Regions from separate parts of the Zea mays genome. Here region 2 is linked to region 1. A link is a contact called in public Hi-C data. All regions are on one chromosome and are shown on one strand. Each heading gives the region's core, a stretch centred on a gene start, on an enhancer-like site or on the middle of the called end of the contact. The rest is flanking DNA. Distances are from core to core; before and after follow the strand shown. Region 1 holds the start of LOC103638194 (protein MEI2-like 2). Region 2 holds the start of LOC100192779 (Plastocyanin major isoform chloroplastic).

Region 1 (5,942 bases), core at 3,194-5,693:
TCAATGTTGTCCGAGTATCATCACCTCTGTGAATCTTCTCCAAGTCAAGCTGATACTGCCTCTTGCTATCAGCCTGCAACACACTGCTGTCAACCCGGCGGTTGCGGACACGGTCAATGGAGCTGTCAAGTCCGAATGTACCAATCCCATGGTATGGAGGATTAGTGTAAAATGTCTGTCCCAATCTAGGCGACAACATCGGTCTGAAGTTAGTAGAGCTGTTATCTGTCAGACTTCCAATTAGAGAAGAACCAGGATTCACAGAAGCACGATTAGCCATGCCCAGCAGGAGACCTCCCCCGTTTCGGCCAGTACCAAAATTACCCATGTTCCCAAACCTGGCTTGCTTCATAAAAGATGTCTCTGGCGATTCAGGTAAGAAGCCAAAATGGCTCTCAAATGGAGCACCTGAAGGGGCAGAGCCAACATGATGATGGTGCTGATCCGAAGAACCAAATAATGAAGCCTGACGGCTACTGTACAAGAATCCTTGGCCCTGAGTGCGACTGCTGGATGACAATGCAGATCCGATTCCTGGTGGATGCCAAATAGGGGATTTTGAATGTTCTGAATATGGCTTTGGACTGCCCCAGAGAAACTGGGGCCCTGATAAAGTCCCAGGACTAGAACTCATGTGTTCACTGTTGTGATCTTGGTATGAGTGGGAGTGCTGAAATGCAGCTCCCACGGACTGGTTACCATTTGAAAACACTTGATCATACTTAGACCGGTTGCTATCCTTGCCAATAGGAGCAATCTTTGGAGCATTTGAAATCAGGGAAGGAATTCCGATAGGACTCATTCCATTTCCAGTTGGAGATCTGGTGAAAGCTTGCAGCATATTGCTATCTGTTGGACTACTGTACTGAGCCCATGCCCCTGCCACAAGGATTAGGGAAAAAAACTTAATTAATTTTTATATACAGGGGGATTGACTCCAAAATACATGGGGACAGCGTTATACAAAAACTAGTTCCAACAGAAGTACCTGGAGGAGAGTTAGCAATAGGTGAACCAACATGAGAATGTCTGTAGGTTCTTGGCTCTTCTTGGTCCAAATCGTGACCAAGTTGCTGCATCAAGCTAAGTCATAAGAAAACAAAAAAAAATATCAGATCAGTAAACTACATTAGAAAAAATTTAAAAATATCAGATCAGTAATGATCAGTAAACTACATGGGAAAAATTGACATGTAGGAAAAGTAAGTGAAACAGCATGGTGCCAAAAAACTCAATTTCAGACATGTAGATTCACACACATTAAATGACTCAGGAAGGAGTAAAGAAACGGACAATTTAAATTGCAAGTGAATTATTCAAAATAAAGTTAGCCGGCACTGCACTATACATCTAACTTGCAAGCTTATCAGAATCATAAGAATGTGGCACCCAGAACCACAGCAAAATGACAGCTCCAGCAATATATATATATATATATATATATATATATATATATATATATATATATATATATATATATACAGAATATTGGTGAGAAACTGTAACAAGCAAATAGCCTTGAAAACTAAATCAGAGTCATACTTTCTGCGTGTTCCACCAGGACGACTTGGTTCCAACTTGATTCGTTTTCCAGCTATCTCACTTTTATTCAGTGACCGAAGAGCAGCCTCTGCTGCTCTTACATCATAGAACTCAATAAACTTATGGTGTTTCTTGTTTGGTGTCTCTCTTATCTGCAGATGAAAAGTAGAAGACAAAGCACCGTCAGCATGAATAGGGAAGGAGCATCAAAAGCAGAATGAAGGGAGACAATACTTTGCATGCTAACCTCCTTTACTTCACCATATGCCCCAAAAATCTGGCGAACCTCTTCATTAGAAACCGACGGATCCAAGTTAAAAATAACAAGAGTTCCCTGGTTCAAATCTTTGTCAGATGGATTCTCCTGCAAAATCAAACACAACGATCATTCCAAGAAGTAATTTTGTTGGTGTGTCTGATAAATAAAACCGAAACAACAAACAACCTTTGGGATGGAAAAATGAATGTCCAGCTTTCTCCTCCTCAGAGGTTTGTTCTGCAATGCGCGCATTGCATTCCGTGCAGCTCTGATATCAAAATAAGATATCATTACAAAGCCCCTGTGCTTTGTTGCAGTGTAAAGGGTCCGGATGTCCCCATATTGCTGAAATAACAATAGACCACAACGAGATTCAACTTTTCAGTAACAGAGAAATACATGAAGGGGTCAAAATCATAATCATAAATGTTATGAAGATATTTACAATCACTGCAGTTGATACCTCAAACAAAGATCGCAGTTCAGAGTCCTCGACATTGCTATTGATGTTCCTTACAAACAAGGTCCTCGAAGGGTGCTCTCCAAACGGGTGCTCCCCAGCCACAGTTCCTACAGTGCTTGGGACACCAAAAGGGTTGATGCTATTGCATCTAGCCCCGTCGACAATACTTGAATTTGCAAAACCAACTGTGATGCTCTCCACAGGGTCAATGTCCAGCTCCATGCCCCCTCCATTGCCAAACACATCAAACTCCTCCAATTCCTCCGTGGTATTTGTCTGCGCAACGGGCTCAGTCTCATCAGTGATCCCCGCGAAAAACTCATCTTCATCTGGCAACAAGTCATCTATCTGCCGAAGATCAAAATCAAATTTGTAGTCCTTCTCATCAGGATCATTAGCCAGGACTTTCATTTTGGTCAAAGTGTCATCCATTGGTGGGGTACCATGAGAAGAATCAGCAAAGATCACTGAAAGAAATGGCTGGAGATGTCATCAGAAATATAAAAAAACATTGTCAACATGTACTAATATTCAAAATGGTAGATTTGTGAGACTTCTGATGCATCGAATTTGCAATAAATCGAAAGGAAAAAGAAACGGGGGCGTGACTACAGAACAATTTATTATATAGGAATTAATCGCCCTAAGATCATCTGCTCCCTCTCGCACATTTAATTTACCACTCCCTGGCACCCATCGGTCAATTTCCAATAGCCAGAAAATCATGTTTACCCATGTGCAAAGATACTCAATAGGCATCCACTGGTCAATTTCCCATAGGCAGAAAATCATGTTGACCCATGAGCAAATATACTCAATAGGCATCCACTGGTCAATTTCTCATAGGCAGAAAATCGTGTTCATCCATGAGCAAAGATACTCGATAGGGCAGTAAAGTTGTCGCGCTCTCCGCACATGAGCATTTGGCTAGAAACTTGGTATGGCTCAAGTGCATTATTAATTTATGACGATGAAAAGCAGAACACATACACTTTTCATGAGGAAGAACCGGCAGCGAGGTTGAGAAGAGGCTTGTATCGCCACCAAAACCAGCGCGAGCATTGAGCAGCGGTGGCAGAGGGGCCCTCCAAGGGTTGTTATTTGCGGCCATCTGTGGTGGCTTTGAGGCGGCAGGCACGGCAAGACCTGGTACAATGTTACAAAGTTAGAGCAACCGCATTGAGAAATACAGCGTGATTGTCGTGGAACATGAACCTGGTGGATTGGAAGAATCTGACGATCGATCCATTACAGCATTGGCATTGCGCAGAAGATACCTGCACAGAAAGGGTTGAGCATATGTCGTCGTCTGTCATTTACTCATTTGGGTTGGGTCGTGCGCACAAGAATCTGATAGAAGGGTATTGAGACGAAGTTTGAACTAAGGTGAATGGGGGGCGAAAGGGGTTTTATTATTATTATTTTGTTTGGGTTTGGCACGGGAGGGATAGTCAAACATGCAAGAAAGGATTTGGATAGACGCAACAAGGAGTTTGACCCAGAAATAGCGATGAGGAATACGGAAGCAATCGAATCCAATCGCACAAGATGGGTCCGGTGCGATGAATCTAGACATAAACACAAAGGCACATGCAGGTGCGCGGCGGAAGTGAAGGGATAGATCGGGTAGTGGCAAGGATTAGGAGCAAAAGAACCGAGGAGGACGAACAGTGTGGTACAGGTAGGTGTAGTAGTGACTGAAGCTGATAAGAGGAAGGATTTGCGTTGTCCCTTGGCGGGGTTGCGGTTGCGGCTGAGGGAGAGAGGACTGACAATCGGCAGAGCAATCTCATCATGTGTGCATGCATCATCACCAGAAAGGGGGGAAAAAGAGAAGAAAGAGAAACGGAGGGAAGATAACAACTCACCAGAGCAGAGCAGGTGGAGGCGGAACCCTAACAGCAGAAGTGGAAGAAATCGGAAGGTTTCGCCCTTGTTGGCGGCGGCGACGGCGGCGGAGAGAGAGGAGAGGTGCGGCGGACGAAATCAATCGCTGTTGCCGCCGATTGTGTCTCTCCTTCCTTGCATTCCTTTCCTTTCCTTTCCTTTCGTTTCCCTAGTCGTAGTTGGGTTTTATAAAGGGGAGAGACACCCCAACACAACACACAAGGAGAAAGAAGGAAGAAAGCGGAGGAGGATGCTGCTCTCCCTCCCTCCACGGCAGCCGCTACACGTACAAAAACTGTTTTTTCTCGTTTAATATACGTATTAATTATATATACTATATACGGCAGGCAGAATAATAAGTAATAATATACTCTGATGATGAGTAGAACAAATAAAATAAGAAAGAAAAAGGAGAGAAAGAAATCCATTGGTGGATTGCGACATGACAGGTGCGATGATTGGTGTGAGCCTGGCCCTGTACTGGACCGCCCGCGCTCCTCTCATCCTCACGTCACGTGCGCCTTCCACTCCTCCGCTGCTCCATGAGCATGCAAGTGGCGGGCCCAGACAAACCCAAGTAGGTCCCACCTGTCAGTGACGCCGACGTCACAACATTCTAATCTCCCCAACTCTAGGAATGCTACCCTACTCTCCCCTATCCATATGCATTTCTCATAAATAAATTAATTTATATGTCGCCAAACTATCTAAGTGATGCATTTCACCAAGAGTAAAAAAAACTCTCTCTTGACCTACCTAAGGGTAATGAGGAGAAATTTGGAATTTTGCCATTATGAAAACTGGACTTCGCTGGATTGCCATTAAATTTGTGGGTTTCGTTCAAGTGCCATTATCAACCAAGGCACATACGCTGAAATGCCTTATGGCTATTTAATAAAAAGAAAAACCAATTTAATTGGGTCAGAGAGGGCGCACGGACTCATTTGCCCTTCTCTTCTCCGTTTCTCTGCTTCGCCGCTCCGCTCAGCCATCTGGTACTTGCCCGGCTCGTGCGACACGATCCGCGACTTCGTGGACGTGGCCTTCTGCGCGTTGCAACTGGGGTCCGTGCCGGGCGCCGCCTCCGCGGACCGGCATGGCCGGCATGGCCACCTTCTGATGGCGGCGGACCTGGCGGCCGCGAGCAGGGCCTCGGCGCATGACGTCGCGGCGGGGATGGCGCGGCGCAAGGGCGAGGGCGGGGACCCGGCCGCGCGGGACCCGCTGGAGGCGTGCAGCATCCTGTACGGCGCGACGTCCGTGCTCGCGCTGCGCCTCATGCGCGGCTATGTGGCGGCGCGCGCTGCTGCCATTCACGGGTCAGGCTGGGATCGGGTGCGATGCCACGCTCACGGGCTCCGCGCCGGCCAAGTACCGGATTGCCGCCGCCAACCGCGAGTTCGACCAGCTCTCCACCATGGCCACCACGCTCCTCAATAAGCTCGCCTAGATCCGGCGCCGCGCTATGGCACTCCTGCGCCCCTCCACGCCGGTCAAGTACCGGATGGCTGAGCGGAGCGACGAAACGAAGAAGAGAAGGGCAAATGAGTCCGTGCGCCCTCTCTAACCCAATTAAATTGGTTTTTCTTTTTGTTAAATAGCCAAAAGGCATTTCAGCGTATGTGTCTTAGTTGATAATGGCACTTGAACGAAACCCACAAATTTAATGGCAATCCAGCGAAGTCCAGTTTTCATAATGGCAAAATTCCAAATTTCTCGGGTAATGAGAATGATTGATACACATAAGCTACTCTCGATATATTAATGAGGCTACTAATTATATCGACTAAC
Region 2 (5,763 bases), core at 1,479-3,978, 360 kb before region 1:
CTATACTAAAGAGGGTACACACTGCTTTTCTTGTTATACAATTCTACTGTGAAGCAACTTGTGCCAAATTAAATTTGTTTGGGTTACAATATTGCATGTTGTTTCACTGCAGATGGAGAGAAGTAATCTAGCAAACCACATACAAGCATTCAGACAGTTGGTTAGTGCTTTCTTGCTCCAGAGTATAATATTTTCAATCTTTACATGTTTCGGCACCGGAAGTGTACAATCTGGTTACTTGGGCCACAGGTTGCAGAGGCCATTGAATTCTCTCATGCTGGACAATTGATGCCTACAGCATGCGAATGGTATGTCTTGATGCTTGGATCAAACCGGAGGAATGATTGATGATATGGCTGACTGCTGTTTGTCGTTAATCCTAAATCTTTCAGTGAGAGATTTCAGCATAGACGGTCAAGCTATAAAGAGCTGCAGTATATCTCTGATGGTGATAGCAATGGTGTTATCTACTATGCTGGAACATCATTTGGAAAACATCAGTGGATGAATCCTGTGTTAACCAAGGTAAAAGGGAAGCTCGCTTGTTTAAACTAGTTTGTCTTTAGTTAGCATCGCATTTTTATGCAAAAACCAGAAAAGTAATCTTAACCTTCTGCAATTAGAATATCACTGTGGTGGCAAGCAGTCCAAATTCAAGGCACACAGATCCAAAGGCTTTGGTTTCAAAGAATTACCAGGTATGATATAACATTGGGAATCGTGACTTGTTTCTTGCGTTTGAACAAAATTACATTTGATATGATTTGACGATTGTAGGGGACATGTTTTGCTGGGCCTTGTGTTGAAAATGGCAAGAGGGTTTCTTGGTGGATGGTAGACATCGGACAGGAGCACCAGGTTGGTTCATATATTCCTGGCATCTGATCTGATGGTTGCCAATGCAGTAGATAATGGGATGGCGAATTGCCTTACAGTTGATGTGCAACTACTACACGGTGAGGCAGGATGGCTCCACAGCATTCATGAGGTCTTGGGCTTTCCAGGTATATACTAACTAACTAATGCTTGGTGTTGCATGGAGCGAGGCTGAACCTATGAAGCTGGCAGGGATCCATGGACGGCCGGAACTGGACAAGCCTCCGTGTCCACGACAGCGACCCTACCGTCTGCTATCCAGGCCAGTTCGCCTCTTGGCCCATCGTTGGCCCGGCGGCCCTTCTGCCCTTCCGATTCTTCAGGGTCGCCCTGACAGGCCCTGCCGTCGGCTGTACGTGGAACCTCTGCATTTGCTTCCTCGAGCTCTACGGCTACTTCCATTAGATCTTCTTCTTCCTCTTCTTCTTAATAAAAAATATAGATGCCGGAGTTTTTGTGCAAACACAAGTAATATTACCTGCGATGCCACAATTGCTGGTCATTGCACATCATGAAACAAGTATTCACAGTTGAAAAAGAAAGTTGTTAGAACGATAGGCCTAAGACTCCGATGGCCTATCTTATACTCACGAAAAGATCATGTCAACATTATCTCCCGTTTATTTGCATACTACACTCGTACGGTACCTTTGCTTAAGCTATCTTATACTCGCGAAAGCATCTAGACCATCAAAAGTTTTGGTAATTAATGATGAAATAAGATCATTGTAACTAACATTTGTTCCGTAGAGACAAATTTAAGTTAAACCACAATGATGATATTTTTTTTGGACAATGTATGGTTCCTACACTCCTGCTTATGGATCTCACTGCCGTTTTTGAACGGATGGAAAACAAGGTTAAGGATGGACTACTTCTAAGCATTTATTGAAGTTGAGAGACACTTATAGTAGTTTAGTACTTTATTTTTTATTCAATCATACTATAAATGGAGGCATAAACTAGTAGCTTGACCTAGATAAATTTATTCAATCATACTGATAAATTTTTTACAACATGATTAAAAGTATATCTGGTTATATATATATAAATTTTCGTGACAGCATGTGCAAACAATACCGCTGCATTAAAAAAAAAGAAAAGAAGAAGAAGGGTCTCTCTCTCAAGTACGTACTTAATTTGTTGCATTAATTGTTGTACATGTGAGGAAAACAAGTAGAGATGGATGCATCATCCATCGACGGGCGGAGTACATACAGATCGAGATGCATGGAATGGATAGCTAGCTTTAGTTGACTGTGATCTTGCCGACCATTCCTGCTCCTTGGTGCGGCTCGCAGTAGAAGCCGTAGGTGCCCGGCACGGTGAGGGTGACGGAGTAGGTCTCGCCTGGCGCGTTGAGGTACTCCTCCTGCGAGATCTTGGAGGCGTCGACGCCGCTCGGCACCTCGTCTTCGTCGAACACGACGTTGTGCGGGAAGCCGGCGTTGTTCTTGAAGGTGATGGTGTCGCCGGCCTTGACGGTGAACTGGCTGGGCTCGAAGACGAGCCCGCCGTCGCCTGCGCCCAGCAGCACCTCCTGGGCCATGGCGCCGCCGCCGGCAAGCAGGACGCTGGCGGCAACGGCCACGGCGGCGGTGGCAGTGGCCTTGCGGAGAGAGGCACGCACGGTGAAGGACCTCCTGCTGACCACTGCGCGAGCGGGCGCGGCCGTGAAGGAAGGGGCGGTGATGGCGGCAGAGGAGAGGGACGCCATGGTCGTCAGCTAGCTAGCGATCGATGGATCGATCTACGTACGTACGTACGTCCTGGAGCAAGCTATCAGAGCAAGAGACCGGCGGATAGCCCAGCATTAAGCAGGCACAAGAAATACAAGTGCATGCCATGCAGCACAGGTCATGGAGGATCGGAGGATGAGATCGTGACGAGACGACGACGAATGGGTGGCCCAGCGACGCGCGCCATCGGATTTTCTTATCCCAGCCTATGGCTGTCACGCATCCATTCTGGATTACATTTCTGCCGCTTGTATTGTCTTCTTCACCTAGACCTATATATCAATCCCGTACGTACGTACCCCCACGTGTGGATACACCATGTACACATTGCAAATCCAATGCGACATACTATTATATAGATAGTGTGCTCTTAAACAGCCAACGTAGTATATTGTCCCAAATTAAAATTCGTTTTAGATAATTAAAAGATTCATACAATATGTTACTTAACGTATGTGTCTAGATTTAACATCATTCATTCGAATATATATATATATATATATATATATATATATATATATATATATATATATATATATATATATATATATATATAGTATTTAGAGCCCTGTGCTCTATTTAACTACAGGAAGCCCTGACCAGTTGTGCAGACCGCACGGACCTTTTTTGGCTTATTGTACCTACCTGTGCTTACGCTAAATTATAATACGAGTTATGTTGATGTGTGTATCAGTTTATGTAAATATAGTCTGCACATATTACGTGAATCGGGCCCACGATCCTGCCCACGCGCTCACAATTATCCAGTCCCACGCCGTCACTATAAAAACACCCCCACGCCGCCAGAGATTAGGTTTTAGCGGCGGCGGCGGTTCCCTCGGGCGTGCGAGCAGGCGCTCGTGAGCAGGAGAGCCCCGGCCGCTGCGGCGCTCTCCAGCCGGCGGATTGGTGGTCGTGGAGGGGGCGCGAGGAGGAGCCTCAGCGTCTGCGGCGGTACAGCTTCAGGAGGCACCGGTCGGGCGCGGCGGAGTGGGCGGCGGTGGTGCTGTTCTTGGTGCTGGCGGTCGTGGTGCTGCTGGGCGCCGTGGCCGTCCTTGTGGTGGTGGTGCTGCTGCAGCCCCGCGTGCCGTACGTGGCGGTGCGGGCGGGCTGGCGGTGCTCCGCGCCTACCCGTTCCGCGTGCCCGCCAGGGGCGTCCTCCCGCTGGCGTACGTGGCACGCGCGCAGGGCGCCCCGCTGGGCGACGCCGGCAGCGCCGCCATGGAGGCCGCGCTCCGCGACGGCGTGGTGCCGTTCCGGGTGGATGGGAGGCCCGGACGTGATGGAAGGTCGCGGGGATCGTCGGCGTCGACCAGTGGACGCGCCTGGCGTGCCAGCTCCGCTTCTTCTGGCCCAACGGCACCGTGCTCCCCTTCAGATGCATCTCCAAGTCAAAGTTCTTGTTCTTCTGACCACCGTGAGCGTGACGGATCAAGATTCAGGAACAGCAAATGGCTTCATCGTTTTCTTTCTTGTCTTGGGTTCGTTCAGTTATTAATTCACCCCCATGTCGCATGTATAGGTCGGCAAAAAAAAGATTTTGTCTTAGGTTCTTTCTTATTGCATTTTACGCTTCCACTAAAAAGCAAGTGCCACATTCGTCGTTTTAAAACAGATCATTGATTTACGCTAAAATTCGTATCCATTTACGTTGTTTCGGATCACGTCTTACGCTTAAATCCACCTGACCTAGAACCCGAGCACGATCGGAGCGCGATTTTGACGTCGTAATTTAGGCCACATTCGTTGTTACGAAATAGATTGATGATGTACGATAAAATTTGTACCCATTTACGCTGTTTGGTTCACGTATTACGCTGAAATTTGACCAAGCCAAAATCCGTGCACGATCGAACGTGATCAATCTACGCTGTTTTAGCTAATATAGGATTTACGCTAAATTTCGTATTCATTTACGATGTTTTAGCTCACGTTTTATGCCGGAATCTGCCCTAGCCAGAACCCACGCACGATTGGGTGCACGCGATTTTTACGCCGTAATTTTGGGCTTCGTTTGCTGTTACAAAACAGATATATGATTTACGCTAAATTTCGTACTCATTTACGATGTTTTAGCTCACGTTTTACGCTGGAATTCGCCCGAGCAGAACCCGCAAACTGCGGCTGTAAATTAAAATTTATTTCCTTCTACTAATGCTCCTCGAACCGTAACTGTCCCTTTATTTACGCGATTATGCAGCACGTCTTTCCTTATATCAAACCGGTCAAAATTTATATAATGCATGGTTTATGCTATCATGTTACACATCGTTATGCAGTCGTAAACGGTGTGCACATGGTAATATTCGTTTCCGTGAGTCAAGGTACAAAAGATCCTTTCTATGCATGATTTATGCGTGCGTATTTTTTCCTCCTGTAACTGCGCCTTTATTTACGCGCACGAAGAGCACGTCTTTCCTTATCTTAAAACCGGTGGGAGATTTTAAATGTTTGCATGGTTTACGCTATCATGTATCGCAGCGTTATGCAGTCGTAACCGGCAAGCACATGCAAATATTCGTTCCCGTGATTCGTGGCATAAAAGATTCTATTTATGCATGAGTTATGCACATTTGTACATATATTTATGCGTGCATATATCGCATGTCGCGTCTCAGCCGGGATACGTGGCTATCCTATGCATGGCTGACGCAAGCTGGCGTCTAGTGGGCCGAACGCGACCCGATCGGCCTCCTGGCTGGGGCTTCGCTCACTAACGGAAGCCCAGGGCTTCCATTACCTCTTCCCTATATATATATATATACTATATGTATTAGAGCCATGGGCTCTATTTAGCTAAAGGAAGCCCCAGCCAAATATGAACGCACGTGCATTCACAGCCGACCGACTTTTCAGATTCCATATATATACTGACGTGCTCCTCCATTAGCTCCTTTTCTCCCGGTCTCAGTTTCCATAACCGCAAAACCCCAACCTCGCCGCGCGACTCCGGGAATCTCCGCCGACTCAACCATCCCCGACGACTCCGCTCCCCTCGCCGCTCGCTGTCGATCCAGTCGCAATCGGCAGTTGAGCGGCGCCTCCTCGGTGTCCCCAATCCGCGCTCCAATATTCCCGCCGCTGCGTTAGGAGACGGGAGTCCAGACCGGAGAAAACCCCAGTTTCTCCGTCGACGCGTCTGCTTCCA

What was found. A called contact is a pair of places that touch in the nucleus more often than the background predicts.
Region 2: a contact with region 1 is called in a Hi-C map of bundle sheath, with 4 times the contacts expected there. The contact joins the promoter of LOC100192779 here to the promoter of LOC103638194 in region 1. A contact is called at or near these places in 3 of 25 Hi-C or Micro-C datasets (bundle sheath, ear and leaf).

The regions. Positions count from the first base shown.
Region 1 is chr9:30,611,971-30,617,912 of Zm-B73-REFERENCE-NAM-5.0, reverse strand. LOC103638194 (protein MEI2-like 2) reads right to left here and starts at 4,443. Exons shown (of 13, transcript XM_008661186.3): 1 at 4,133-4,443; 2 at 3,480-3,541; 3 at 3,255-3,410; 4 at 2,265-2,731; 5 at 1,988-2,146; 6 at 1,790-1,906; 7 at 1,543-1,694; 8 at 989-1,083; 9 at 1-879. The coding sequence starts at 3,513. It also overlaps the pseudogene LOC103639860.
Region 2 is chr9:30,974,174-30,979,936 of Zm-B73-REFERENCE-NAM-5.0, reverse strand. It overlaps LOC100192779 (Plastocyanin major isoform chloroplastic), which reads right to left and starts at 2,728. Exons shown (of 1, transcript NM_001137975.2): 1 at 1,849-2,728. The coding sequence starts at 2,593. The coding sequence ends at 2,126. LOC109942404 (BTB/POZ domain-containing protein) reads left to right here. Exons shown (of 13, transcript XM_020544364.2): 6 at 1-14; 7 at 113-160; 8 at 250-308; 9 at 393-525; 10 at 624-698; 11 at 778-858; 12 at 936-1,004; 13 at 1,069-1,672. The coding sequence ends at 1,281.